Regions from separate parts of the Danio rerio genome. Here region 1 is linked to region 2. Evidence: chromatin contacts called from public Hi-C data. All regions are on one chromosome and are shown on one strand. Each heading gives the region's core, a stretch centred on a gene start, on an enhancer-like site or on the middle of the called end of the contact. The rest is flanking DNA. Distances are from core to core; before and after follow the strand shown.

Region 1 (5,401 bases), core at 1,126-3,625, 270 kb after region 2:
ATTTAAACAAAAAAAGAGAATTTCATAAAACAAAATCACAACACAAAACAATCAATTAATATTATTTATTTTATTTATTTATTTATTTAATTTTTACCTCAAATAAAAATCAGGTGTTAATAAGATCAAATGTTGAAATCAGGGTACAGCTGAAGTTTCAATTTTCTTGTTTCAAAACAAGCTGTATCATTATAAAGCATACTGAAATTTTTTAACTGGTTATGCCAGGTATAGTCAAAATGAGTATTTTACCCACATTTTACATGCCTCCATTTTGTGCAACTGGCCCGGAATCAGAATTCAGAGGCCCCTAGGCACAATGTCTTGTAAGCCCCCTACTTGGTCGCACCCCTATTGTTATATTAAAAAATAAGAATAACATAGTATTTTTAAAATAAAATTAATCTATAATGTATTGCCTGCATTTTTAAGTAAATGATATACAGTAAATATATTTCTAGCCTACAGATATTTAACTCATTTTTAAAGCAATTAAAACAAATTCTTATACAATTAGTGAAAATGAATGGATTTTAATATACTTGTTCAAGTTCACTGAAGCGATAAAAAAAATTATATTTAAGGGTGTTTTTAATGTGTAACTTCTACACACTTGTAATGCATATGATTCGGATATAACACCTCCCCAATCCAGTTCGAATCTGAGTCTTCTATAATACACACACTTATTAATGAATCCTACTTGTCTTCCTTGTGATGATGAGTAGGCAAAATCTGATATGTAGTCGGGGGAAAAAAAGAAAAATTAGTTCATCCGATGCTGTATTCGAACCAGGTTCATGATCGAATGCATCTAAAGTGGCTATGCCACTTATGCTGCTGTGTGTCATCTTCTTTAGTTACGTGTATGTTCTCTCTGTCAATAAAACAGTGATGGGCGCAAATCACTCAATTAGCTTATTCAAATAAGGTGAGATATTTGCATTTAGCCTAAATAGATTTTGAATAGAGCCTGATTTTGTAGTGACAAAATCAGCATTTCCCCCCCTCGCAGGGGACCCAAGTACGCACGGGCTCTTGGGCCTCTGCCCATAATGCCCATTGGTTAATCCAGCCCTGAGTACAGTTTTTTTTTTTTTTATTATTGTGTACTGTACAAATATGAATGAAAATATGGGTAAACTCTCGTCTATAGTAAGTCCGCTTGCCCACTGTGAATGCACTACACCTTATAAAATCATAAAATTACTTTAGGGTGATTTACTGTAAATATATTTCCTAAATATGTGTGTACAAATGAATACAAGTATGCGTAAAATCCCCACACCCATCCTGTCCCTCCCCAGAGGTAACATTTTTTTGAATCACTCATTCACAATGTTTTGTTGATACTAAAACGTCCAAAAATAAATAAATAAAACATTTAAATCTTATGTTGAACAAAAGAAGATAATTTGGAGCATGTTGGTTTCTGGGACCCACCAACATTCATAGTTCAATCATTTTCTGTGGAATTAAACTATCCCTTTAAGTCACATAGGTCTCAACCTCATTTTCTGGAGGGCCGCAGCTCTGCACAGTTTTGCCCCAACCCTAATTAAACACAACAGATCTAACTAATCATGATGTTCAAGACAACTATGGACTATTAAGCAGTGAGTTGGAGGTGGTTAAAGCTAAACTATGCTGAGCAGCGGCCCTCCAGGAATTGAATTTGAGACCACTGCTTTAAGTAGTGTACAATCCAGCGGACAGCTTAATTTGTGTGTGTGTGTGTGTGTGTGTGTGTGTGTGTGTGTGTGTGTGTGTGTGTGTGTGTGTGTGTGTGTGTGTGTGTGTGTGTGTGTGTGTGTGTGATCTAATTGTTGCTTTTCCCCTTCTATGCTGTGTGACAGATATTAATAATATAAATCACCAGTTGAGAAGCCAGTGTAGTCTATAGTAAAGGTAAAAAGAATAGACATGGGTCTGGTTTAGACACTCTTTTTGTCATCATGACTCTATAAAGATGCACCTGTGAAGATAGTTTCTTTTAGGATACTTTTATTTGGATTGTGCTGCCGCCTAGTGTACATGAGTGTTGCTTACACCAAGGAGCTCTGCTGGGCTCATCGTAGACTTTACTCCCAGCCTCGTTCATGTATTTGAGCCTCTGCGTTTGTATTATTTTCGTGAGCCAATCAATTAACAAGAATAAAACAACAGATATCCACATATTAAGAGAGCATTAATTAATTCATTCATTCATTCATTCATACATTATATGATTTTTTTTTCATTATATGAGAGGCGTGGTGGTTTGCTCTGAGTACGTCACTACAGAATGCGACATAGCGATAGGTCCGTTCAGTGGTTGCTATGACAACAAATAGACCACAGTTCCAGTCAGACTGCTAATGTTTCAGTGTTTTCAGACGGTTAGTTCCTAATATGTCTAAAAATAAGGTAAGACGACGACTTCTCATGGTTGATTGCTGTCATAAATGTTGACCGAACAAGAGCCATTTTAGCACAGTGTTTAACCTTCCGAATACATTAAAATCTATTTACGCTCTTTCATAGTTATTTTGTAGTTTGCAACTTACGTTAAACCCACGCTGAATGGGATCAGCAACTTCTGAAACTAAAAATAGATAACGTTAAAATAAATATAGATTATTATGTTTATCGTGTTTTGCCATGATAGATAGATAGATAGATAGATAGATAGATAGATAGATAGATAGATAGATAGATAGATAGATAGATATCACTGTGGCTATTAAATTAATGCAAAATGATGTTCAAACTAAAACCGTATTAATATTATTTTAACATATTTTAATATTTATTTTTTATGAATATTTACACACACCGGCCACTTTATTAGGTACACCTACTAGTGCCCCCTTGCCTTCAGAACTATGGAAGCATATGAGTAGCATAATTCAATTCAAAATGTAATATGCAAATTTCAAATTTAACCTACAAATTTCTACTAATTTATTTATTTTTTTAATTTCTTGATTTTTCCTTTTTTTTATTTTTATTTAATATTTTTCTATAACCTATAATTTGGCTGTACTAGTTTTTGGACCATTATTGTATGTTATTTTGTTAGATAAGCTCCAGATTTGGCTTCAGTACTGACTAATCTAATGTATAAGCACACATGTAATATTGTAAAGCTTCCTATTATAAATAAGAAACTGAAAGATAGATTTCCGAGGGGTGTACTTATAAATGGTGAGCACTGTATCTTATCCAATTTAATACAGATTGAATGTGTTTATCAGGGTTAAATCCAGATTTGCAGCACACAATGGCACTCTAACTTTAATAAGGTTTTGCACAATAACTTACTGTACCTCAAACAGCAGACAACTGGACATAAAGCTGCCCACAGCTCACAAAGGAAAAAAGAAGTGTAAGTCTGTTATAGATTTTGCATTCTAATACAATAAGAGTTATTCATTCATTAAGTGTTCATCTATTTTACATTGCCATTCTACAATTAATCAGATTTCTAAATTACGTACATTCTATTCATACAACATATTTTACTGGAAAATGTCATAACAAAGAAATAATTATTAATATATATTATAATATTACACTATATTAAAGATTTTATTTTATTTGGCTTTATTTTAAAGTACAATTTTTACTGTTAGTAATCATTAACTATGACTTTTTACTCAATAAATATATAATAACTGCACACAATAAATCATTTATTAAGTATTAACTCTATACTAACAGCAGTGGTGTAAAGTAACAAAATACAAATACTCAAATTACTGTAATTGAGCAGTTTTTCTCAGGAATTGTAGTTTACTAAGTAGTTTGAAAAAAAAATTACTTTTACTTTCTCTTTAGTACATGTTTAGTGGAGTATTGGTATTTTTACTCCACAACTTTCCTTCAACTTGCAGTCACTACTTTATAATTTCCAGTCTGTGGAGATTACAAAAATAAGTCTTGCGCATCCAATCAAATCGCACATAGAAAGTAAATTGCATCATACTGAACTGCCTTAAAACAGGCAGCAAACTGTTTGGAAGCATTAAAAGTGTCCAAGAAGATACTTTACACCAGTGGTCCTGGAGGGCCAATGTCCTACAGCTTACTTCAGTACACTTGCCAGAAGCTTTATAGAATACCTTGTAAAAGCTTGATTAGTTAGTTTTGAATTGTTAAATTGTAATTGGAGTTAAAATCTGCAGAACACCTGCCCTCCAAGATTAAATTTTGGTGCACCCCTACTTTACATGCAATGACCCAGAGAAATTGCATGTCGCTGATAAAAAGATGGCAAATTATGACTGAAATTGCCTTATACAATAACTAAATGCACTACAGAATGTAATACACACGCACAAATTACATATAAACACATCAACCTTTTTCCACCGTAAAACTACTTTCTACTCTTAAGTACTTTTAAAAGGGCTACTTTTTACTCCTATTTTGAGTAATATTTACAACAGATACCTGTACTTTTATTCTACTTTGACTACATTTTTTTGGCAAGTAATGGTACTTTTATTTGAGTATGATTTTTCAGTCTTTTTCCACCACTGATTAATAGACATTATTTAGCAGTTTTTAAATAGAGCTGTATGGTGTGTCGTTTATTTATAAGCATTGTATATTCATACTTTGTTAATGACTAATTTATGATTAAGTATTGCATTAATTACGAGTAGTGGGTGGTTTTTATGATTATTTAGAACAAGTAGGTAAACAATTAGTAAACTAAACATTTATACGTATTATTTCAGGCATGTAGTAATCATTAGGTCTGTATGTTAATAAATGCTTTATTAACAAAAATTCATGCAGTTTTATGACCTAATCTAAAGTGAAAACTGATTATGCTTTAACTATTTATAGTGTGTAGTTATTTTAAAGCATTACTTAAACTTCTAATTTGCTTTATTTCTCATTAGGTGTAGGGATTAGGTATGTAGAATAAGATTTTTGTGCAGAACATGTACTTTACACTACTAATAAACAGCTATTGTCATAATAACAGCAGGTAATAACCACTAGGTTATAGTGAGAATCGGTAATTAAACTAAAGTGTTATCCAGACTTTAATAAAACGTATAATTGACTCCAAACTTTTGAATGGCAATGTAAATAAACAGCATTTTTTAAAAGAGTGTTAAAAGTGTTGTATGCACTGTATGTGCATAGTTTGATGCATTTTTCTTCTCAGGGAGGCAAGGAGCTGTATACGGTACAGATGTGGCCTGACCAATACCATACAGGACGTCCTTAACCACAGACCAGGCTGGGTGGAAGTGAAAGAGTAAGTTCTGTGCTTTTTCTCATATGCTTCATTTCATCTTCATCAATCATTCATGTCCCTCCACACAGTGATGCCGAATGGGACTTCAACTGGTGTGATGTTGGATGGCTGAGAGAGAACTTTGATCACTCATACATGGAAGAA
Region 2 (5,885 bases), core at 980-3,479:
TGTTAATTATCTGTTCATATAATCTGTTCATTTCATGTGTTCATGTTTTAATATGGATAAGAGGGGTGGGGGGGGGGGGGGGGGGGGGGGGGGATTACTCAAAAATACATCTCTCCACACTTCTTGCTTAAACTCCTTTATCTTTCAATCAACTCCTGGTCATTCCTAAATTTCTTGTCAAGGAACGCCATAATACTAAGTCCATGCTGACTGGTGAGTTGTTTGCACAGTCACCTCACAGCAAGAAAGTCACTGCTGGGTTAGTTGTCCTTTTTTGATTTTGCATGTTTTCTCTGTGTTTGCATGGGTTTCCTCCGGGTGCTCCGGTTTCCCCCACAGTTCAAAGACATGCGGTATAGGTGAATGGAATAAACTAAATTGGCTGTATTGTATGTGTGTGAATGAGAGAGTATGGATGTTTCCCAATATTGGGTTGCAGCTGGAAGGGCATTCACTGGGTAAAAAATATGCTGGATAAGTTGGTGATTCATTCCGCTGTGGCGACTCCTAATAAATAAAGAGACTAAGCCCATCATCATTTTAGTTTTCCCAGGAATGACAGGCATCTTCACTGTGGCATCTATGAGCATTTCTACCAAGAATAAGCAGAGCAGACTTGGCCGACAATCAAAGCAGCATTATGTGAAAAAAAGAGTTCTTAATTTGTGTATTAAGCAGACACTTCATGAGAGAGCACATGAGAATGGAAGTGAAGGCTGCAACTGACCCTGATAATGAAAATGTGGCAGAGAACATAGTAAATCAAATGTGATTTCAAAGACCAGTGTTCTTACCTCAGCAAAACATTCACTTGCTGCTTGCTATTAGACTTTTTCGTTTTTGTTTCTGGAAAATGTTTGCTATAGCTAGCTGGGTGATTATCAGTCAGGATGCACCGTTTTACGTAATATTTTATCCTTAATGTACCTCCATGGAGCTGTTATTAAACTGAGGAGTGAATGGCAGAAATAAGTTCTGGTTCTGGAGTAATTTGTTTGATTCCGGCTAAACCGTAGGTAACCTTATGCGTTATGTTAGTTACCTAAGATTTAAGATTCAAACGTGCAAGTAAAGACATCTAGGCTACGTCATTATTTTTTATCATAGGTGCGTGGCCCTGCTGGCCTCTGATGACGTGCGCGAAAACAACCAAGCACGAAAAACAAAAAACGGGCAAGAAAAGTAACCTGTTGATAATTTGATTTGATAATATTTTCATTTGGCTAGGCCCACTGTAGCCTACTAATCACCTTTAAAGTGAATCTGGACAGTTCCTTTCTTCAGAAAAACATCCTTCATGTATTTTGAGTTTTTATTTTAGTTTTTTTTTTAAGCTTTTCGTTGAACACCGTTGACAGCTAAAATACATTTTCTTTAATACACGTGAAACTCCTATCAAGTTGGCCAATTTTAGGACATTGTAAAACTGTACTGCCTGTTAACATATTTAGGAACAATTACACGCTTCCCTGTGCTTAAAATAAGCACTGTTAACGTTAGTGAGACGGTGCAGTACATTAAATCATTTTGAAGTAGTCATATGTTCTTCAGTTGACCACAAGAGGGCACTGCTATAAAGGCAATGCAGCATTTCTTGAAATGAAGATTATTGCTACCAAAACTATTGTACAACAATATAGAATATAAAGGTTTTTAATCTGAGATGCACAAAATATGAAACTTGATAACTTGGATGAATCGTATTTATTTCGAACACTGTACAGCAAACACACAAAACCAAGCAGTAGAAAGTAGAGAGGATAGCAGTGTAAACAGAAGTTTCTGCAGGTGGAATCTCAGGGGAGTCAATGCTAAAATATTGATTTTTTTTTAAGCTTAACTTGTTTTCCTCAAAGTTCAAATGTTAAATGCAACATGTACAGCATAAACGAGGGCATTTGTCTTGTAAAGTGACAAAACTCTGACATAGGCTTAGCAAATGAGCTGGCGAAAGAATGCTGTGGTTGACTTGACATCCAACTATCAACCTTTGCATGGCACTTCTTTTCTTTATATCCTAGGTCAGCTCCCTTGTTCTCAAAAATCAGCAACTGTACAAGTTGGAAGTAAGACATTTACAAATCCCCCTTCTGATATCTGCAGGCTGTTTTAATTTTCACATAGTGCACAGGCCTGAACAAATGCATTAGTTACACAACAACAAGCCTTGACCATGTTAGCAAAGGTTATCGAGAGCTGTCCTGGCTTTCTTTCGTCCTTACATAGAGTCTGCTAGGTTTTTCATTTGGCAATACTCACAATTCAAAGTTCATTCATCCATTCAATACTAGAACACATACACGTCCTGTCTCATCCAGGATTTCTACCGCTTTCACAGAGGAAGGTTTGTAAAGAGATTCATGGCTCAAGGGTCACGCTTCACTGAAAACCACAGGCTCATGACATTTACACATAAAAAGTTCTCATATCTAACAAATCCATTTTTTTTAAATCATTAGTTCGTTGGCACAGCATTGTGCGGGAAGGAACAGTTTAAAAAAAAACAAATCACAGAAGTTTTAAAAACATACAGAGCAGTAGGGAATTTGCTATAAGTACCAGCTTGTTGGAAAATAATTCAAAATTATTATTTTTTGCAATCCTTTTAAAAATGATTATTTTTTTCTTCTTCTTCAAATGCTTAAACTCTAAACGCACATGCACATAACATTGATTATTTATGTATCATGTCAGCATGTACTAAATTCAAATTAGGTTTGGTTTCTTTGGACTTCAAATAATTTTTCACAGTTTAACGATATGCGCAGAAGATGAAATAGAGCATTCAACAAGCAAACATGTTACTTTTTGTATCGTGCATTTCATACTTGGGGATATTTTAATTCTAAAATCTAAACTTGAATACTAAAGGTACTTTGAAAAAGGTTGTACTGAAAATAGGTGTATTTTCTTTGTTTGTGATATCTACTAGGCTGATGCAAGTGTTCCCGGAATAACTGAAAACACATTCTGGATATCTGTAAAAGTAATAAAAGAACAGGTTTTCGGGAGGTAAATGTGCAAGTCGACTACTTCCATATTATGTTTAATGCGGAAATGAAGTACTTATAAGAGGACAGTCAAATGTTTTGGCAACCATACATTAATACAGTCTCGTTTTGCTAGGGTCCTAAACCAGGTTATAGGTTATAGTTAGTTGTATGAAATACGAAAATTATTTTAAACCCTGCTTTGTCACATGCAGATGATGGTTCAGAATTGAACAGCAACATAATCTGTTGATTTGAGAAGCACGACATACTGTATGCACACTAGCTAGGCTTTCCCTACAGTTCAGTGTTTGCAAAAAAGATCTTCTGTTTTTATATCTCAATGAACCCTAGAAAAAAACTACTCAATAGACACTACTGTCACTCCACTAAGCTAATTCAGCACGTTCATCAAAAAGCCCTATGCCTCATGCTTGATGTTAGCATCGGGCTGTTGATAGTACGCTTGGTTAGTTTTCACATGTGTGAAGAAAAAGCAAGAGACTACAATGGCGGCTAAGTCGTCTGATCGATGTGATGCTGAGTCCGTCCCTCCAAAGCGGTCCTCTGGGAGGAAGACCGTGTGCCTCCTGGTCCATATTACCACAGCAAATGTAGACACGAAATAGAAATTACATGAGCAGGAATAGGTTCCGACGTCTGGGAGGCAGCATGTGTTTGTGTGCATGTGTAAATGTTAGTGTTGTGTATGTAAGTGGAAGCAAGAAGCTTAATATTAGAGGTCTGTAGATGTTTGGAGACCCACTGGCAGTCATTGAGGAAAAGTTGATTCTCGATGAAGTCCTGAGAAGTGAGGAGATCAGGACTGTTGGAAAATTAAAAACACAAATCAGCAAACCATGTAACACCTCCATTTATTAAAGTATATTTTGAAGATCCACTTAGTTGGCAATGGAATAATGTGGAAAACAATATCGTTTATTAATTATATTTGATAAGTGTGCATTTTGTAGCTAAATGAAAGCATGTTTGTCAATGCCATCCACCTAGAGTTAGCATGCGGCACTGACTGAACTGCTTTTGACATGTCATTACACCCTTGTCAAACTGCTATAAACCAGCCGGCTCGATATGACAGATAAACCATAATATGCATTTTGGAAATGGATGGATTAATTGTGCGTGCAGGGGTTGCTGGTGACAAATACCTTCGATTCCTCATGTGGATCTTGCGTGGAAGATTCTGTTTCCCTGACAACTACAGCCTTGGTTACCAACATGTCAGGGTGCTGTTGCTTGGCTTCTTTTATTGCCATGGCGAGCGCCTGTGAAAAAGTCATTTGTTTTTAAGTTAAATGAGAGAGGGGGAAACAAGCAGCTAATGTATTAGTAATATGCTTTCTGACTAATTAATTTGCACTTTAAAGTTGGCATGAAACAGAAATTGTTTTCATGTTTTCTTTCCTGTTGTGAAATGGCTTCTTGGTTTAGAAAAGAAATATGATGATGCAAGTTTGTTCATGAGGAACTGATTGTCATTAGCTAATTGCCATAATCTCGCGATGGACCAATTGCTGACAAGAGATTTTGTTGCAAGGGGAGGAGACATTTTTGAAGATTCCGATCAAAGACTTTAGAATACAAAAGATGTGTTACTTATAGTTTTGAATTAGGAAAATTGTAACTGTACTATAGGCGAGGCGTTATTCGCCATATTGACTGTTGTGCACTTGAAAACAAAACGTTTTTTACTTTAGTAATCTGTATGAAATTAACACAAGGTACAATCAGTCCTGTCAAATGAACATCACATGACAGCAATTGCACAAAAACGGCCATAAAAACCTGTAAACAAAGAGTGGCTGTCACTTCTGAAGAAGATTCGCCATCAAGACCAAGTTGTAAATTACTTCAGAAGAGCAGATGATCATTATTCAGAGATTGATAATGTGTAGAATGGTCATAGGTGAAGTTGGTGTGGTGATCTTGTTCCTTTTAAGAGCGCATTAGCTTGGGCAACCTAAAAATATGCTGATTCTGTTTGAACGTTTAGAAACTAAACTTATAAAACGGTTGTTGTTTAACTTTATTGGTGATTCTTAATCAAAATGTAATCGAAAGCTTGGCAAAGTTTAGTAGAATATGATGTTTCCTCATTCAGACAGAATGCCCGAGTATACTGCCCCAGAGATGTTTCAGGGCCTACTCACACTATGCCATCCGTACCATGCCCAGGCCCATTTCCCGGATCATTTGAGAAGTGTAAGTGCGCTGAATCGGACTCAAGCACAGTTCACTTGGCCGGCCCTGGCCCGGTTGGAAGAGGTGGACCTGAGCGCGGTTCACTTGGGCTCACAGCTCGAAACTGAAAGCGAGATGTGACTTTTAAGGGAATGTTTCATATGGATTTATTAATCATTCTTACTGTTCAGTGAACGCAAACTGCCTTAGCTAATTAAATACGCAAACCCCTCACTGCACGACAGCTGCGCGCCTTCAGCAGACCTTTTCATTTCTGCAGCACGAAAGCTTTATGTTTGTTTATGAGCAACAAAAGTGGTGGATCTGTTCGCCGAAATATTTGACTGCGTGTCACCGCATCCCTAAGGACTGTTTGGCGAAAATATTTGACTGCATGTCACTGCATATCAAACCGACAGAAACGATATAACTAGAGAAATCTCCACTGTGCTGCTAAGTGACAGCGCTTCCCACTGAACAGCACAGCATCGATGACATAAGCATGCCCAGGCCCGATTGTGGTGTGAGTGCGGGCCGTCGGGGGAGACGAGAGGGGGGACAAGCGTGCTTTGGCCCGGTTCGAGGCAACTGTACCTAGTGTAAGTACGGCCTCAAAGTTGGCCGCCACGTAAAATTACTTGTCTTAAAGGGATTTGTTACGATGCAAATTGGCATACATTTTTTACAATTGTC

The links. Hi-C and Micro-C count contacts between places; a contact is called where the count stands out from the background.
Region 1: a Hi-C map of hematopoietic stem cells shows a contact between it and region 2, with 2.4 times the contacts expected there. The contact joins the promoter of ttll9 here to the enhancer-like site in region 2. A contact is called at or near these places in 5 of 18 Hi-C or Micro-C datasets (caudal fin, embryo, hematopoietic stem cells and 1 more) and 1 of 4 datasets of contacts at active chromatin or transcription factors (caudal fin).

What each region holds. Positions count from the first base shown.
Region 1 is chr23:12,249,357-12,254,757 of GRCz12tu, forward strand. It overlaps ttll9 (tubulin tyrosine ligase-like family, member 9), which reads left to right and starts at 2,376. Exons shown (of 14, transcript NM_001256764.1): 1 at 2,376-2,406; 2 at 3,318-3,367; 3 at 5,165-5,257; 4 at 5,326-5,401. The coding sequence starts at 2,392.
Region 2 is chr23:11,978,847-11,984,731 of GRCz12tu, forward strand. si:dkey-178k16.1 reads right to left here. Exons shown (of 21, transcript XR_012399019.1): 20 at 4,160-4,276; 21 at 1,686-3,816. Among named protein-coding and RNA genes, the nearest start is that of si:dkey-178k16.1, 150 kb to the right of the region's middle. Within about 2 kb of position 2,230, at least 3 of the 62 cell types and tissues checked have an H3K27ac peak or open chromatin away from gene starts, as enhancers often do.